Regions from separate parts of the Anas platyrhynchos genome. Here region 2 is linked to region 1. Evidence: chromatin contacts called from public Hi-C data. All regions are on one chromosome and are shown on one strand. Each heading gives the region's core, a stretch centred on a gene start, on an enhancer-like site or on the middle of the called end of the contact. The rest is flanking DNA. Distances are from core to core; before and after follow the strand shown.

The links. Hi-C and Micro-C count contacts between places; a contact is called where the count stands out from the background.
Region 2: a Hi-C map of subcutaneous adipose tissue shows a contact between it and region 1, with 1.6 times the contacts expected there. The contact joins the promoter of CYB5A here to the enhancer-like site in region 1. A contact is called at or near these places in 3 of 8 Hi-C or Micro-C datasets (liver, skeletal muscle and subcutaneous adipose tissue).

What each region holds. Positions count from the first base shown.
Region 1 is chr2:60,757,931-60,762,035 of IASCAAS_PekinDuck_T2T, forward strand. It overlaps LOC110353546 (a long non-coding RNA gene), which reads right to left. Exons shown (of 3, transcript XR_005263518.2): 3 at 1-1,133. Among named protein-coding and RNA genes, the nearest start is that of FBXO15, 22 kb to the left of the region's middle. Within about 2 kb of position 1,826, at least 1 of the 8 cell types and tissues checked has an H3K27ac peak or open chromatin away from gene starts, as enhancers often do. A contact at or near this core is called in subcutaneous adipose tissue, where this site is marked.
Region 2 is chr2:60,791,429-60,795,533 of IASCAAS_PekinDuck_T2T, forward strand. CYB5A (cytochrome b5 type A) reads right to left here and starts at 1,919. Exons shown (of 5, transcript XM_027451901.3): 1 at 1,711-1,919. The coding sequence starts at 1,860. It overlaps C2H18orf63 (chromosome 2 C18orf63 homolog), which reads left to right and starts at 2,259. Exons shown (of 16, transcript XM_072034823.1): 1 at 2,259-3,274.

The DNA.
Region 1 (4,105 bases), core at 576-3,075:
TGAGAGTGCTGAATCGCGTGTGTTGGCCATAGAGCACGGCTGTTTCTGAGGCTGCACGGAACAATGAACGCCATGTGGCAATTTCTGAGGAAGTAAAGCCAGGCTTTCTTCTTTCTTATAGAAGTACTGAAAATTCCCAAGCTCACTTCTTCCCTATAAATGGAAAACTCTCTTCTCTTTGGTCATTTCTTTAGAATTCAAGACATGCAGAAGAAGGTTTGAAGTCTACTGACAGCAGGAGGGTTCGTAACAACTGACGGCACGCTGACACCTGCTGCCTCGGATCAGCTGACGCTCCATTTTCTTTGGGATTCATCGCCACATAAAATTTCAGACCTGTGAATTATGTCTTTGCTTTGAAACTGTTTCCTGGCTATCTAATGCTTCACACTACATGGCAGCACTGCAGTGACAGGCACTTTATCCTGAATGAAAAATAGATGAAAGGTAGCTGGAAATGCCTCTGTGGTGGTTGGTTGTTTTTTCATTATTTGTCTGTTTGTTTTTTTTCCTGAACCAGCAATATTTTGTTTCTATTCATAACCTAACTTGTTCAGCTGATCTTCACAGAAAGCAGATAGAGCATTTCATAGTGCCTTTGGCCACATCTTGCATCACTTTTTACATAATTGCAGTTGCAAACCGCAATAGGGAAAACAGCTTCCAAACAAGGCTGACAAGTTTACAAACTTCCCAATGACCAGCAGACTTGGTTAGACTTTTAGAATTTTTCTTTTCATGCTGAATGTCAGCGAACTATGACTCACACCAAACTCACATAGCCCCCAGGAGGCTGTATGAACTCTGGCTACAGCCAAATATCTGTCTTAAGTTTGTGTGTGTGAACAGGAAACAGATTCAAATCTTCATTTGAATTTCAGTAAAACAAATCATTTATAACTGGGATTAACAGCAAAGGGGCTACGGCTGGCAAAGGAATGGGCTATTTAACTGGCTACACCCAAGAGTTTTTGAGAACTTAAGAAATGTCTTTCAAAGTCCACGGGTTGCCGGTAAGTGAATGGCAAAACTCCTGATGGCTTCGCTGCCCCTGACTGATGGGATCTTTCCAGATACGTAACTGCAGGCTTGCCTAGATTTCATTCTGGTGAGTCAGCCTGCAGGCACTAGTCCTAAATAAATAACAAAGGAAAAAAAAAAGAAAAAAAAAAAAAGAATTTAAAATAGCTGCATTAGCATAATTGCAAACATCCTAATTAAAATGTGTTGTATCACACCTTAACCATCATGAGTGTACCTTTGAAAATACAGCAAACATTGAGAGTTAATACTTTCTATTCCTTTTCTGTGTTTCACCAAGAAGCAGAAGTAGTCCATTAGTTCAAAACAAGTACCTTTTTTCTAGCGTAGATGCAAAATATGTTAGCACATCATGGCAAAATGCAAGAGAAAGTGCATGCTCATTTACAAACACTGACACTACCCCTTACTGCACAGCCATCTGATTTCTTTTTCACCATAAGGTTCAATGCTTTATTTACAATTGTGGCAGATGTGTTATGCTTATACTCCAAAGCAGTAGCTGGGAGTACCGTGTCCCTTTATGATTAAACATGTACAAGAATTGCTTTGCTTTGCTACTGGAACATGGGAACGGAGAGCCTGGAAAATCCAAACTGGCGTTTCCCTGAATTGCAGCTGTGTGGAAGGCTGCAACAAGCAACTGCTGAAACCAGCCAGCTCCTTTTCTGTACGCTGAAAAGGGGTTTAAAAGAACAGTGTGGTCAGCACATCTGTGCTGAAGGCACATATCTCTGGAAGGACAGAGACAGCATGCAAAATTGAGGATTTCTTCACTGTACAACACAGTGCTGGGAAAACATCTGGAATGGCCGAGACAGCTAAAGCAGCATGGATGAGTTAGCATCCTGCCAGGCTTGGGCTGGATCACACGCTGGCTCAGGCTTTCATATTTTCTCATCCCATGAAAAAATGCTTTGTACCATATAGCTCAGATAAAAACAAGATCGACTTCATTTTAAGAGGTCATCAGCAGCTGCAGAAAATAGCCAACAGCTTTTCCCCAGCTTGGCCCAAAAGCCTCTGTGGACACAGCATGGCATCTGTCACCTTTGCAGGAGGCAGGGAGGACACCCTGCAACGCTTTCTGGATCCAGACCATTGCCAAGAACTTAAAATCCAAAGACCTCTCACTCTGTTTGCACAACGGAGTGTGTGTTACAGAGAGCTGCTGCACGCACAGGTAAGGTGCAGCATGTCATGAAACAGCAAGCTGTGCTTTTAGACATCAAAAGTCACAGGAGAGAGAGACGGAGTCTTACGAAAGAAATCTGAAGTTAGCACACTCCAGACGCAGAGCCAACACTACCAATATCCAAACAAATGGTGTAGGGAAATAAATGAAACAGGAATTAAGTAGAAAATATTTTGTGATTAAAATATCTGCAGCATGTTTATTAACAACAGCTAGGGACTTTCCAGAAATTTAAAGCAGGAACATCTTTTCCCTGGAGAAACCACTAAATAAGAGCAAATAAACATTAGGGGATTTTTACAGGCAACACACACTAGAAGGTCACGAGAAGATATTTAATTGGAATTTAAAGAAAATTTATTTTTCTTAATAAGTGGGAAAATTCTTAAACAACTTCATACAGCCCAGGTCAGACTGGGTTGCTCAGGGCTTTGTCTACCTCATCCGCTTCTTACAGCAATGGATTTTTTCCCCTTCAAAACAACAGAAAGGGGAAAAAAAAAAATCAAGCAGAAGCCGTATTAATTCAAACCAAAGAGCCACTTTAGGCCAGGAATCTCATCTCTAGTGGTGCTCAGCCAGCTGATGCTCAGCTCACACTGATCACAGCTTATAGCTGGGCTGCTTGTGAGGCTGAACTGGGCTGCTTTGTCATGCTCTCTCCATAAAGAGAGCATGACAAAATCTCTCTTGGCTGTGTCTCTTGGAGGTGATGGGTTGCCCTGGTTCACTCCTAACTCCTGCCAAGGCCTGGGATGGCAGCGAGCTACCTGCAAATAATGGAAGAGAATGAATCCTGAAGAGAAAGAATTGCTGGCCTCTTTTTATACGTGATTGATTAGGTCATTCTGGGCTCAGAAACGTATTATCCCTCCATACCTCACTATGAGAAAGTTAATAGCTCCTTTCTTGTGCTACAAGGGCAACAGTGATAGCTCCTTGCCTGGTGGAGTCTCTCACATTTCTCAGCTTATTTAACAGGAACAAGTTTATACGAGGAGTATTTTGGATCTTAATCTTCAGCTGAATGTCGTGATTAGTTTTGGGGGGGACATTTCAGTGCTGTTTTGTTTTACACCCTTTGCCAATACATACACAGTGACAAGCAACTCATCTCTAGGAGCTGCTTATTTTTACAATCAGCTTTTTATGTCCTATAGTGCTCGGACGCACGTAAATGTCCACTGAAATGCATTTAACAGCTTTCTTCTTGTATTTATCTAAAGCTTTTGTGGTCTGTTCTTGTCTTCCCTCAGTGTGGGAATTATCGCCTTGCCAAGCAAAGCTGCTCCGGCACCTTGCTGCTAGAATGGAAAGCTGTAAAGCATCCAGAAGCCTGCCTGGGTTTCCTGATTTAAGAGATGCTACTCTGTGCCCTAAGTCAGAACAGTTATAGGAAAATAATTCTTGCCTTAAAGAAAACAAAACCATATGGCACTGAATAGGTGTATTAAAGGGAGGTATAGACAAAAAATAGGTATTTTACATACAATTTAAGAGAGAAAAAAAAAATCTTCTCAAACATAACCTCTAAAACAGCTTTTAATCAAAGTTTATATATTCCTGAAACCACATTTGTTTTGAACAGACAACTTTTAAGCAAGCATGGCGATGAGGCTGGCTACCTAAACTTCTCTCAAATGCATATTAAAAGTACTTAATGTACAAGGTCAGGAAGACCTTACATCTTGAGCCCTGAAAAGCCTCCTTGATAATGGTCAAATTAGGTAAAATTTTTGGTATTTTTTTTTTCTTCCTTCTTTTGCATCTCCAGATCACACAGGACAGAGGATTTTCCATGTTTCTCTGTCCTTCAGTTGTATCCTGTTCTTCATTAATCTATTTTAACAAGATTGAAAACTGTGAAGT
Region 2 (4,105 bases), core at 669-3,168, 34 kb after region 1:
CATACATTCACTTGTTAAGCAAGAGAACATCCAGTGTATCCCTAACAGTGAGGCACTGTAAAGTTCTCAAATTTATAAGCAGAAAGAAAGTAATTCCAAAGGTTAATGCAATAGTTGGAGAGATTTTTTTGTTGAACTAATAATTGGAACTGGTAAAGCGAGCTTCTGTTCCCAGTTCTTCACTCCCCAGTGAACTGATATGCTTAGATGTTTCTTAGTAGGGAAGAGGATTGAAGCGATGCATTAACTGTGCTCTCTCTGAAAAACTAACAGACTTATTTTAATAGCCTATTACTAATTCTTGAAATATTTTAAGCTTTTCTACTTCTGGCAAGGAAAACCAATAGGTAAAGCCGAATTTGACTAGTAATGCTATAGAAACTGCTCATGTAATCCCTGCTTCCCCGAGCAGTGTTTATCATAGTCCAGAATGCACCAGCAAGTGGCTCGCTTCAATTTCTCCTTATCTGTCATGTGTAAATCCCTCAAAGTCCTTGACAGACCAGACTGAATTAGTACATCACTTTGTAAGTAAACCACCTATCAAAAGCATTCAAAAAAGGCAAAACCCAAAGTACCCTATTAAATGTTTTAATCCAAGGGTTCTACCCTCAAAAAAAAAAAAAAAAAAAAAGATCAATACAATGCACACTAGGATATTCAAGAACTTTCCGTGGGAGTGCAGCTGCACTTAGATAGTCATTTTCAACAAAGCAATCTGATCTCGCTCCTTTATTATCTTAGCGTATCAACCAGGAAGTTCAGCTCCAAAGCCAGCCATATCACAGCAAAAACTGTTTACCGTGAGGCTAAAGCCTGAGCCGGTATACCACAGTGCATCAGACATCCTGCAGCTGTCCAAGAAAAAAAAAAAAACTACTTAACTGCTTACAAACTGAATTCTTTTGGTTTGATAGTGAATTTGCCAAGTTATCCTGAGGGCTGAAAGCAAGTCTTCCTTGCATAACTTGAAACTAATACTTATCAATTTCACATGTGTTCTGAACGAAGGGGCTGTCTGCCTGACTGTGCAGCTACTTAAATCATAAGCTCGTTAGTTCTTAGATTTTTTTGTCAAATGTTTTTCTGTTTTGTTTCTCTTTTAAATGAGGAAGACCTCACAGAACTGTGTACCAACCAAAACCCACCCAGTCTCCAAGAACAGCTCTGTTTCTGAGACTCCATGAAAAATTTTTCTTCCCCAAGGCTTCTGGAGTTAAATTGGCCTTGCCTGTGTAAGTAAACATTTCCATACCTAGGTAATGAACCAGACCAGGGCTACGGCCAGATGAAAACCAGTTCAGGAAGAATTGGTAGATGCAGTTCACGACCCAAGTGCACTGGCACACCGCTTAAGAGTTGTCTTGTCAAATTCTTACTTGCAGAACACCCCACTTTAAAGTTCAAGCGCTTACAGTCATGAAAAGCGAGGCAGGGCCACACAACAGCAGAGGCTCACGCAGTGCCGTGCCACTACAAGCTAACGTAAAACTGCAGGAACTTTTTAAAATCGGGTGCCAGATCTTTGCAGAGTTGGGAGAAAGGGGCTGAGAAAGCTCAAAACATCACGGATAAAGCACTTTGCTCAGGAGTTTCGTTTCTAAGCGCACAGAGTGCGCTTTTGGTACTCGGAGGGGCCCGAGTTTACCTCAGAAATCTGCCCCCCCCCCCCGCCGGCCGTTTAACGGTCGCCGCGTAACGGTCGCCCACCTCGTCGAGGAACTTGGTGACGTCGTAGATGCGGTGGTGCAGGATGATCCAGGTGCTCTGGCTGGTGTTGTGCCGCTGCACCTCCTCCAGCCGGTAGTAGCGGCCCCGCCACGCCTCGCCGCCGCTGCCGGCCTCCCCCGAGCCCCCCATGGCCGCCCGCTGCCGCCCAGCCTCGGCGCCGCGCACACGGCCCCCGGGGCGCCCCGCAGCACGCCTAGAGCCCGGCCGCCGCCCCGCCCGCTGCCCCGCCTTCTCGACCCGCTCATTGGTCTACAGGCACGTCTATCAAGCAGGGCGGCGGGACGCCGCGCCAGGATTGGAGGACGCCGGGGGAGGGGCGGGGCTTAGCGAGGCGGCCGCGGGGCGGGCTCACAGGCTACTCCGACCCCGCCGCCGGGAGCGGGCGGAGCCGTCCCCTCCGCGCCACGTGACCCGGTCGGTCACGTGCGTCGCAGCGGCCGGTGCCCGCCCCGGCCCCTCGCGCGCCCCGCCTCAGGCGGCGCCATCTTGCTGCCCGCCCGGCGCTGCTCCCCGCGCGGCGGCGCCGCCCCGTGGTGCTGAGGGGGGGCCGTAAGGAGGGGTGCGGGGCGGTGTGGTGGCAAAACAGAGTAGGGAGATGAAATAAATGTATTGCCTATTGCAAGCTAGAGAAGCGTGAAACAAAAAAATTATAAAAATATCTTCCATGCATCCACTCTTGCACCTCCTCCCCCTGAGCGACACGGGAACAGGGAATGGGGGCTGTGGTCAGTCCCTAACGCTTCGTCTCCACCAGCCCTCGGCCACTCTGCCCCTGCTCCTCTCCATGGGCCGCAGCCTCCTCCAGGCCACATCCACCTGCTCCACCGGGGGCTCCTCCACCCACGGGGGGGCTGCAGCGTGGAGATCTGCTCCGTGGGGGACCCATGGGCTGCAGGGGGACAGCCTGCTCCACCGGGGGCCTCTCCACAGGCCGTGGGGGAGCTGCTGGAGCACCTCCTCCCTTCTTTGCTGGTTTTGGTGTCTGCAGGGTTGTTTCCCTCATATTTTCTCACTCCTCTCTCCCAGTTTTTGTTGTGCAGCATTTTTTTTCACATTTCTTAAACCTGCTCTCACAGAGGCACAAACACTGCTTATCGGCTCACCTCTAGCCAGTGCTGGGTCCCGTTTGGAGCCAGCTGAAACTGGCCCTTACCTAACACGGGGCAGCTTCTGGATTCTTCTCACAGAAGCCACCCCTGCAGCTTCTCGCTACCAATACCTTGCCACATAAACCCACTAAAAGCAGCAGGGCCACCTGGGGAGCCTGGCCCAGCTGACAACCGCAGGTGGCTTCCTCATGGTGCTGCTCGATGCCTGCTGGCCCCCGTTCTGTGGTGCTGAGGGCACAGAGAGCAGTTCCTTCACCTCATGGGAACTCTCTTCATCATGCCTCTGCCTGTTTTCTGCCAGTGTAATTTAAGCTAAAACCTCAGCCCCTTTGCTGTGTTCACAAACGCTTTTGGTGACTTTGTTTTCTTTTCGGCCCAGGGCAGCTCCCTTCACTGTGGTACCACCACTGAGGAAAGTCATTCAGCAGCTTTAGGTCAGCACCAATTTAGTACCAATAGTACCGCAGTTTACACTTTCCAGTATGAATACAGACTTTTTTTTCCTTTAAAGAGTTTGTTTCCAGTGTAACTTAAGTGACATAAAGTTTACAGAATATGACCTCAAGATCCATTTCCTGAAAGTTGATGCTTAGCTAGTGGATTTGCACTTGCTCTGGTGCTGTTGGTTATTTGCATGCAGGACAACGTTGTACTTCCTCGCTGAATACCATACTGATTCTCAGGCCCTCTCTCCAGTTTATTACAGTGAACCAAATGGGAAGAGTAACTGCAGTTCTCCACAGCTTTGTGTCATTTTCGGTTTCAATAAGGAGGCTCTTTATTCAATCATCCAGGTCGATAATGACAATAATAAATACTGCTTACAAATTCTATGATTTGTCCTATTTTGAACAAAAAACAGTGATAACCATTATATGACTAAAGTTCATCTTAACATGATCTCAGTGTTGGTTTCAACATCATGTGCTATGATTACCAGCATCTAGAGATGCAATTTCTCCTACACACCTAAGACCTACTACTTGAAAAGACGGCCATTGGGTTTATTTGATATGATTTCTATTTAGTACATCTATAGTAAGTGGTACTTCTCTCTCTCTTTTACCTCTCCCCCGAAGGGACAAACCATTTATCAGCTCTCTGTCCCATTAGCTTTTATGATCACTGGGAAGGCTTAACTTACGCTGAACACAGTGAGTCATTCCCACAGGGGAGTTGTCCTCTAACAGCAAGCAAATCATTGGAGCACTGCAGCATGTGTTTTTACAACATCTTTTCCACAAAAATCCCCAGATGGCCATTTA